Linked DNA regions of Bos taurus: region 1 is linked to region 2. Evidence: chromatin contacts called from public Hi-C data. All regions are on one chromosome and are shown on one strand. The core of a region is the stretch at or near the end of the contact, and the rest is flanking DNA. Distances in the headings are between cores, read along the strand shown.

What was found. Hi-C and Micro-C count contacts between places; a contact is called where the count stands out from the background.
Region 1: a contact with region 2 is called in a Hi-C map of liver, with 2.9 times the contacts expected there. The contact joins the enhancer-like site here to the promoter of BTBD18 in region 2. A contact is called at or near these places in 3 of 11 Hi-C or Micro-C datasets (liver, skeletal muscle and skin fibroblasts).

What each region holds. Positions count from the first base shown.
Region 1 is chr15:80,999,539-81,004,481 of ARS-UCD2.0, forward strand. It overlaps CTNND1 (catenin delta 1), which reads left to right. Exons shown (of 20, transcript NM_001192402.3): 8 at 996-1,179; 9 at 1,970-2,087; 10 at 2,473-2,626; 11 at 3,427-3,495; 12 at 4,387-4,514; 13 at 4,617-4,767. Among named protein-coding and RNA genes, the nearest start is that of CTNND1, 35 kb to the left of the region's middle. Within about 2 kb of position 2,708, at least 4 of the 102 cell types and tissues checked have an H3K27ac peak or open chromatin away from gene starts, as enhancers often do. A contact at or near this core is called in liver, where this site is marked.
Region 2 is chr15:80,958,474-80,963,455 of ARS-UCD2.0, forward strand. It overlaps BTBD18 (BTB domain containing 18), which reads right to left and starts at 3,124. Exons shown (of 5, transcript XM_059875179.1): 1 at 2,229-3,124; 2 at 1,947-2,059; 3 at 1,694-1,811; 4 at 896-1,063. The coding sequence starts at 1,019.

The DNA of each region.
Region 1 (4,943 bases), core at 1,458-3,957, 41 kb after region 2:
CTTTACTGTCTGAGCCACCAGGGAAGTCTGATTTTAAAGCATTGTTTGCTAATGTGTTAAACGCAGAAGACTTCCCTTAAAATTCCAGATCCTTGGCTCCTGTTTTAAACTCACAGGAGCTGGTGACGGCGGACCTGTGTCACTGCCCAGTAGTCGTTCTGAGGTGACTGGGGCGTGTTCCGCTAGCCTGTGTGGATCACAGTCAGCAGCCCAGGAGAAAGAAAGGAAGAGAAACAGCACAGATGATCATTCTCAGTCGGGGCGAGCTTGCCCCCAGAGGACATTGCAGTGTGTGCAGTGTGTGCATTGTCAGAACCTGGGGCTTTGGGGGTTGGGACAGAGTGCCATCGGTGTCTGATGAGTGAAGGCCTGCTGCTGCTGTGCTGCTGCTAAGTCGCATCAGTCGTGTCCAACTCTGTGCGACCCCATAGACGGCGGCACACCAGGCTCCCCCGTCCCTGGGATTCTCCAGGCAAGAACACTGGAGTGGGTTGCCATTTCCGTCTCCAATGCATGAAAGTGAAAAGTGAAGGTGAAGTCGCTCAGTCGTGTCCAACTCCTAGCGACCCCATGGACTGCAGCCTACCAGGCTCCTCCGTCCATGGGATTTTCCAGGCGAGAGTACTGGAGTGGGGTGCCATTGCCTTCTCCTGACATTTACTCATTTAATGATGGGCGGGATAGCTCTCCACAACAAAAATTATCTGGCCCAAAATGTCAGTGCTGGTGAGATTAACAAATGGGTATAGCGGGCCCAGAAAGTATTGCTTATAGTAATTATTGTTTTAGAAACCTTACTTCATGATGTGTATGTTTGTATTGAGCCATAATGTAAAACACGTTGTCATGAGTAACAAACTAAAGCTTGAATATTGTTACAAGGTATTTGGTCATTGGGGAAGACTGAGAAATGCTGGGAAAGGGGCTTCTCTTTGGCATTCTTCAGACGTACTGTCTTGGTGCTGGAGAACTGTCTGATGAGTGGTCTCTGCCAGGAACCCTGTGGAATCTCTCATCCCATGACTCCATAAAAATGGAGATCGTGGACCACGCGCTGCACGCCTTAACGGATGAAGTGATCATTCCCCATTCGGGGTGGGAGCGGGAACCTAGCGAAGACTGTAAGCCACGCCACGTCGAGTGGGAGTCCGTGCTCACCAATACCGCCGGCTGCCTCAGGTAACAGAGGGGCTGGGAGCGTGGGAGGACTGGGCTTCTAAAGACTGAAACTGCTTTGGAAGCACGTTAAATCCCGTAGTCTGTCGTTTAGGCTCCGTGCCGGTCTGTGTTGCGTCCATGACCCTGTCCTGTGCGTCTGCCCATTGCTACCCCCTGGCATACTGTATGCTTTACTTGCGGTTCCCACACATCTTCCTCACTTCTGTGCCTCTTTGACTTTGTTAATATAATTTGTTCAAAACCAACGGTGTAAGGCCGTTGTCTAGTCCTGGGCTTGTGTGTGTCTGTGCCTTTAATTGTGTTTCAAGTCAGACTGCGATACATGCAGCACATGGGTGCAGCATACTGGAAGGACAGAGTGGGCAGAGCCCTTCCCTGTCTGCAGGGCGCAGCTGCTTGTTTCTGTTTTGAGGCCAGACTCAGGTGTTTGTCTTCCAGAACGTTCTCCCGAGTTCTCTGTCTTGTGTCCTATAAGCTGCAGTGTGTTCTCTCTTCGGGACATGTGCCTGTGTGCCCTGCCGCCACTCGACATTTGCGCTTGCCCACGAGCAGCGTCTGTTCTGTCTGACGTTGTTGCTGTTGGTCTGCTCCATCTATGTGCCCACCCCTGGCCTGGTCATAAGTGTCCTGAAAGCAGGAACGTCCGCTCTCCGTCAGCTTTAGTGCCTCCCCTAACAGATACTCTTTGTTTGTGACCGCGGAAAGGCAGTAAGGAGGCTTGCAGGGCCTAGGGGTACTAAGAGAGGCTTTCTGGAGTTCAGGCATCTCGAAGCTTCCCCTTTCCCCTCAGGAATGTCAGCTCGGAGAGGAGTGAAGCACGCCGGAAACTTCGGGAGTGCGATGGGTTGGTGGATGCTCTCATTTTCATTGTCCAGGCTGAGATTGGACAGAAAGATTCGGATAGCAAGGTAGGTCAGGTACCCGTAAGACAGACCTATCATCTCAGGCTTTCAAATAACGTTAGATACCTGTACCGGCCCCCACCTTAGAGGAAAACTGTTTGCTTTGGAATTTCCTCTACCTACATATTTTAGAGCTGTTTAGCCATACTTCCATTTTTTTCTAATTAGGAAAAAGTCAATGTGACGTTGAGTTTTATGTTGCACACCAAATGGTAGCATAAACCTTTATTAGCCTGAGGCTGAAAGAATCTGAGAAGCTTGGGGGCACTTAAGAGGCATTATGGGAGATAATGAGTGGGGCTGTGCTTTTGAGGCTCATCGTGGAAACCTGTGCGTGCTGGAAGGTCCCCTGTCGTTCTCTCTCACTGGGCCTTTTCTTTGTGACCCCAAGCTTGTCGAGAACTGCGTCTGCCTCCTTCGGAACCTGTCCTATCAAGTTCACCGGGAGATCCCGCAAGCAGAGCGCTACCAGGAGGCGCCTCCCAGCGTCGCCAACAGTACCGGGCCGCATGCTGCCAGCTGCTTTGGGGCCAAGAAAGGCAAAGGTGAGGCTTGCTTCCCGCTCCCCCGCTCGTTCGTGCAGGACGGGGAGAGGAAGCTGTCTGGCTGTGCGTGTGGAACGCGTGCTGAGCAGTGCTGGAGTCTGCCCAGTCGGGGATGTCCCCTGTGCCGTGTGCTTCACGCTGGTGCTGGTGGTGGTGGTGTCAGGATCAATAGTTGGGCAGTGAAGGCTGAGAGCCAGCTGACCTGGGGCCTTCTCCCCCTCCTCCTCTGTTTCCTGTGTTTGTCTTTTCCTCTGTGCTTCCCTGCTTGTTTTCCCGTGATCCTGTTGACAACTCTCTCCTGCGTTTTTCTTCCTTCATTTCTCTCCTCTCCTTTCCACCTTGGGTGACGCGCTGGAAGATGAGTGGTTCTCCAGAGGTGAGTGGAATCTTTTAAGCGGCTTACCTACCTCTAATTTGCATGTTTGGGTTTTAGCGTTCTTGGCATTTCCTTGCCTAACCCTTCCCTGTGGATGCATGTAGGAAAATTCATTGGAGGAAGGCCGCTGAGCCTGGTCGCGCTCTTCTGAGCGAGCGGCTCCCGGCACCTGTTTCTGGGCAGCAGCCCCTGTTCCCGGCACGGAGGACAGCAGCAGCACTAGCTGCCATCCTTAGCTCACCCGGCTGCTGCGCGTGTTCTGCTCTTGGGGATCCTGTCTTGGTTTCTTTGTTGTTTTGTCTTATGCCCCTCTTGATGCATCTCTGATGGGAACATTCTGACTGAAGAATAAAGAATATACTGAGTGGACTCTTCCTTTCTTAAACTTCCTTCTCCCCCCACTTTCTTTTTTAAATTTCCAAAGGGAAAAAACCCACAGAGGATCCAACAAACGATACAGTGGACTTCCCTAAAAGAACTAGTCCTGCTCGAGGTACGTTATCTTACTCTTCTCAGGCTCCATGGTTCTCGTAAACATCGTCCACGCATGAACTGTTTGGCAGCCTACCACTAGGTTATACAGTGTGTTCACTGTCCTGTCCCCCCGACTTAAGGAATTTGAAGTGGTGATTAAAGTATTTGGAAATTTGAAATATTATAACTGACTTTCAAAGGACTTCTTGTCATGGCAGTTATTCAGATTACTTGAGGGTAAGGACTTGATGGTAGTCTAGACCAGGAACTTTTTATGTTCATCAATATGGTGAGTCCAAAATTCACAGCTCTCCGTGGATATTAAAATTTAGATGTTGTTAAATCTATGAGAGACCCTTTGGCTTAATCATAGTTAGGGTGAGCAGGATGACTCACTTAAGTTAGAGATAATTCATTTGAGATGCTGCTGCTGCTAAGTCGCTTCAGTTGTGTCTGACTCTGTGCCACCCCATAGATGGCAGCCCACCAGGCTCCGCCATCCCTGAGATTCTCCAGGCAAGAACACTGGAGTGGGTTGCCATTTCCTTCTCCATCATTTGAGATGAGAAATCTTTAACTCTTCAGTGCCGTTGATGAGTAAGTGAAGCCCTTGAGAGCTGGGCATGGCCAGAGTAAACTGTGGCTAGAAAAGAGACTAGGAAGGAGAGAGAGGAATTGCATATGAGTTGATACATGTCCTGCTTTTGACATGGACGAATTATTCTTGAGGAGGCATGTAGTCAAATCTGACTTTGCTCTTGGGTTGGGGGAAGGTGTTTAGAGAGCCTGCTTGTATAGGGACATAAACCCATCAACCCAGAGTCAACCCTAACACTGGTCTGTAGTCAGCCAGAGCCTGCTCTGTAGGCACTGCTAAGCACCCTCTGCTTTCTTGCCCTTTCTTGTGCAGGTTATGAGCTTTTATTTCAGCCGGAGGTGGTTCGGATATACATCTCACTCCTCAAAGAGAGCAAGAATCCCGCCATCCTAGAAGCGTCAGCTGGGGCCATCCAGAACTTGTGTGCTGGGCGCTGGACGGTGAGACCCTTGTATAAGATGCATTTGGGGATGGAAGGACTTAGCTTACTCTTTTGCTATCGTTTGTAATCTGTTCTGCTTCTTTCCATGTGCTCCTTGTAGTATGGTCGATACATCCGCTCAGCTCTGCGTCAAGAGAAAGCTCTTTCCGCCATTGCTGACCTCCTGACCAATGAACACGAGCGGGTTGTGAAAGCTGCATCTGGAGCCCTGAGAAACCTTGCTGTGGATGCGCGCAACAAAGAGTTGATTGGTAAGGAGCTGGCTGTTAGCCGCCACCTCAGCATCTGCTACCGCACCTTCTATTCAGCAGGTGCTGAGTTTATTTGTTGAAACAGCTGAGGAAGAATCCTAGTCCTCCATAGTTTGTGAATCTGGGGCATTAGAGAGGATTATATTCTAATGGTTCTTGGAAAGAGAAGAGGTGAT
Region 2 (4,982 bases), core at 1,874-4,373:
CAGACAAGTCACTTAAATCACTGTCTCAACTTGCACATCTGTATAGAACTGGAACCATACAACAACGTTCTTTATATCACAAGGCTGTCGTGAAAATCAAGATGAGAAACTAAACTATACTGTATGTACTTGGTAAACTGGAGGGTGTTATACAATGTTGGTAATGAAGAAAGTGAACTGCCAAGAGACGAAGTGACTTGCTTGGCAAGACAATAGGAACACAGGGCTTCCCTGGTGGCTCAGTGGTAAAAAAATTTGCCAGCCAATGCAGGAGACACAGGTTCAGTCCCTGGTCTGGGAAGATCCCACATGCTGAGAAGCAAGTAAGCCATACTATTAAGCCTGTGCTCTCGAGCCCAGGGCCCCGTCTACTGAAGCCCGTGCACTCTAGAGCCCATGCGCCGCAACAAGAGAAGCCACTGCAAGGAGCAGCCTGCGCACTTCGATGAAGAGTCCCCACTCACCGCCACTAGAGAAAAGCCGGCGCAGCGATAAAGACCTAGCGCAGCCCAAAACGATAAATAAAAAAGAAAGCAGAAAAGTACATAATAGGACCATTAATACTTACATTCTGCTTAGTACAACATTAAAAGTACCTAAGTGTTTTACATATGTTAAACTCAATCTTCACAATCATCCCATTACCGTATTATCCACATTTTATAGAATTTCTACACTTACGAAGCTTTATAATTAATTCATTTTTTTTTAAAAGGAGTATAATCTCACTTTCACTTTTGAGAAATGTACCCGTCCTAGAAAAAGCTCTTTACCAAACAGGACTCAAAGGCAATCATTACACACTTTCCTGGTTTTGTTCTTCACTGCCTGGCCCTAAAATCATTTTCTCTTAGTCTATGGTGAGTTTTCAATTGAGTCCCTACTAGTCTCTTACCTTCTGCCTGCAGAAGGACATCACAGAACACACCACTCTTTTGCTGGTGATAAAGCTGCAGAAAAGCTAATCGGAGGAACCGGGGATTCCTGTACAGGATTTTGGGACTGGCAGGAGAGCACATGTTGATCTCTTAACAACCTTTCTGGGTTTTCATGGATCAGATTCCTGTGGGTGAAAGAACACCTTTCAGAGGCATGGTTATACCTAGTTTTTTTCTCTTTATGTTTAAAATGACAGAGAAATTTTGAAAGTAAGAGACAAAAGCATGAATTGAGGAACCATAAATCCAGGGATTGTGCCCCCAAGTGTATCTTAAGAATATCCTAGTGGTTACAGATGGGAGCTCATTGATAGCCTTAGATTTGAATCTCAGCTCTGTTACTTATTAGCTGAGCTATATAATTTCAGGCAAATTATCTAACTTCTCTGAGTCTTATTTTCTGATCTAGCTAGGAAATGAGAAGTATAATAGTCCTGTACTAACCTCATAAGGCTGTTTGAGAGATTTAATGAGTCACTTTCTACCAAACCGCTTAGCAGTGTGAGTGCCCGGCACAGAACTGGCACTACACGAGTGGAATTTCTGTTTTCCTTAAGCCTTCCTCGTTCATATCACCAGGGACTCAACTCCCGTGGTGCTGACTGCTCATATTTTTCCTGAGCACCACGTTTCTGAGTTTCATGGGTATACTTCCCACATGTAACACATTTTAACAAAACACCTATTGAGTATTAAATGATCTCTAAGAAGTCACACACGCCTTATTTTCTCCAAGCTCACTCTATCACACTAACCAGCAGAGGGTGCACAGCAGAGAAGAGAAGCTGCTGGGCTTGGTGAGGTCTCCAACCGAAATAACAAGACTGCCACCCTTGGTTCAGATGTTCTTGTCCAGAGGAAGCCTGTTTCCGCCTGGAAATTGGTACAGAATTTAGCCTTTAGGTTTGTCAATCTGGTTAACTATCTGGCTAACAGTGAAGCAAGGATGATTATGCTAGATTCTATCCCTTCCCAAGCACAAGCTGGGTATTTGGACTCCGGGCTTACTACGTTTCCAGTTTTCTGCACCGAGATCCCCACACGCTGCACAGGTGGCGTTCCTTTCCCGGCATGCAGGTTTCCGTCAGGTGGCACTGGGGCTCCAAACGGTTCACGTCAAACTATCGGGAAAGAAACGAGTGGAAAAGGTAAATTAAGAAACCGTAGGTTCAATTCCATCCCAGCCAGAGACACGGAAGTGGAGGATGGCAGCGGTTGCAAGGGCCCAAACATAGGCCCTGGGGGAGACTTCCCGACCCACCAGCACTGGGCCTCGCCCCCAGACCCAACCTGGAATAGCTCTGCGGGAGGAGATGCTCCTGCGGTCGTCTCGGTGCTTGGGTCCTCGATCCAGACTGCCTTGCTTCCTCCCACACTCCAGCCTGGCGCGGGGAGGCTTAGCAAAGCTGCACAACGTCCCGAGGTCTCCTTCCCTGTCCAGAACCAAAGGAATCGGGGTTGGCGGAGCGGGGAACGCAGGGCTTCAGGGAAGGCCCTGCAAAACGGGGCGCTCCGCAAGCTCCGGGCGCCCCGGGCCCAACTCCTTTGAAGAGAGACCTCTCGGCGCGAAGGTTTCTGGGAATGGAGCGTGGGGGTCCCGGAGGCCCGAATCCAAAGCTCGCCCTCACTGTCGCCTCCGGCCGCACGGGCTTTGCAGCCGCCCCCACAATGCCCTTGTCCTGGCGCGGGCCCCGGCACACGCGTGCACCAGGGCGGTGGTGGTGGGGGGCGCTGACAGCGAAAGCCTGAGGCCACGCAGCCAGCACCACACACCTCGCACCACACACCTCGCGCCACCGTCCTCGCGCACCACACGCACGCACGTCGCGGACCCAACGTGCTTCCTCCTCCCCCAGCCTCGCGGGTTGACGCCGGGCGAATACGTCATCCCGCATTGGCCAAGGCCCCTCAGACAGCCAATCACAGGGCGAGGGGCGCTTTGGGCGGGAAGCTAAGTCTCGAGGGACTTGGGGGCTGGGGACAAGAGGGCTCCCACGGCGCGAGACAGGGGGAAGGGCCCGCCGGGGAGGGATTCTGTAGGAGCAGGCCTCATCCTTGGCACCCGATGAAAACAAATGGAAAAGAGGCTCCAAGGAGGTGGGAGGACACCTCCGGCTTCCCGTGGAGGAGGCTGGTAATGGCCTTGGTCCTGCTAAGAGCGCCCCAGACGTAATGGAGGCGAAGGCTTACAGATGGCGCCAGTCGCACCTGGTCCCACATGTCTCTCACACTAGGTGGCTCCTGAGGCCAGGAATGTTCTGGAACAAGGTTCCTGGGCTAACTCCTGATTTCAGGTTTGTCATAGACTCCACCCCAGACCCACATCTGGGAGACCTGATGACCCGAGGTGGGGGCAGAACTCTCCATCCGGAGGGATCTCGAGTGTTGAGGTCTTTAGCGCACTTCCTGGTCAGAAACAAGCTGTTTTCAGGGGTGAGACAAAAAATAAATGATCTAGAGACCACACATTCTGAGAGCACGCCAAGCCGCGTCGGAACCGCACAGCAGTTCTCTGCCCCGTGCGTGTTAGGACCTGGGTCCCGGCTTCAGGTAGCTGCCCGGTGTCGTCCTGCGCTGGACGGAGCCGGCCAAATCCAACGCCACCGGGGACAAAGTGTGGTGCAGTCACCCGGCCGGAGGCAGGAAGGACGGTACCTGAGAGACGGGGAACCTGTCCAGGGACAAAGCGGAGAGCGGTGAATAGTACTGGGCGCTCAAGTGTGCCTTGATTGCTATCTTATATCTTTTCAAAAGGATCTGAGGTGGTTGAAATATGGGGCGGGGCATGGATTGCCAAGTCAGGTAATATTTTCCCTAGTTTGAGCTCCCTGCCCTTGAGATGAAGAAAGAAGCAAGGAACAGAATGACATTTGGGGTTGCTGTCAGACTTTGAAGAGGTAGCAGTTCGTCAAAGGACATAAAACTTAGCAGAAGGAGGACAGAATTTTAGATGCTGCCAGCGCGTCACACACACACACACACGCACGCACGCGCACACACACACATGCTGCTGCTGCTAAGTTGCTTCAGTTGTGTCCGACTCTGTGCGACCCCATAGACGGCAGCCCACCAGGCTCTGGCGTCCCCGGGATTCTCCAGGCAAGAACACTGGAGTGGGTTGCCATTTCCTTCTCCGGCACACACACATACACACACGCATACACATACACACGAAAGCAAGCAAGGGAAAAAGACGGAATACTTGTTTGCAGCATCTGTTACTGTGGAAATGGAGCCTTGACTCGTCAGGTGCAGTGCCGCCGTAGGTGAATCTATAGCGTTTGTCAAGAAAATATAAATATTGCGTCCTCTCAGAAATATATTGTTATCAGGACTAGACTAATTTTCAAGAGGTAGAGAGGACTCACTTCTTTGTTTGTTTGTTTTAAATGCAACAACAGTTTAGTTAAATCTTGTGTTAGTCGATTTTATAAAGGGAATGAAAAATGGCCATCCTACCCAAGGCTTCAAAAATGGCAAACTTAGGATGGTAATGTGTTGCCATCAGAGCAGAGAAAGAAGTAAAAATGTTTTGTTTTCCTTTGTATGAGTAGACTTTTTTTTTTTTTTGGAGTTGGATTTTAAAAAATTTCTTCTCTTTGGCATTTATAGTTTTAGGCTGTTTTAGAAGTAAAGTCATCACAGCACAATGCTCTGCTCTATATAATAATTTTAACATTTCTTTTTTAAGTACAGTTTTATTTCATAGTTCAGTTTATGATATCTTTTCTTTGTGTGTATGTGATGATGGTTGTGGGTGGAGAAGTTAAACTTTGAGAGTTGTAAAATGCGTACTGAATGTAGTCTTCCATGCATTAAAAACAAAATGAAGAACAGAAAGAAAAAAAGAAAGGGGGAGAAAAGGCTCCAATAAAAACAGCCCTTTTTCTCTGAACACAGCCACTGATTTCTCTCCATTTTTACTGCTACTTCTGCAGTCAGCTGCATATCCCTGCAACTTGACTTTCAAACGGATTTCCTTGCTTTCACTCTTCCCTCTACTTTAATCCATTTGTCACATAAGCAGCCAGACCTTTTCAAAAT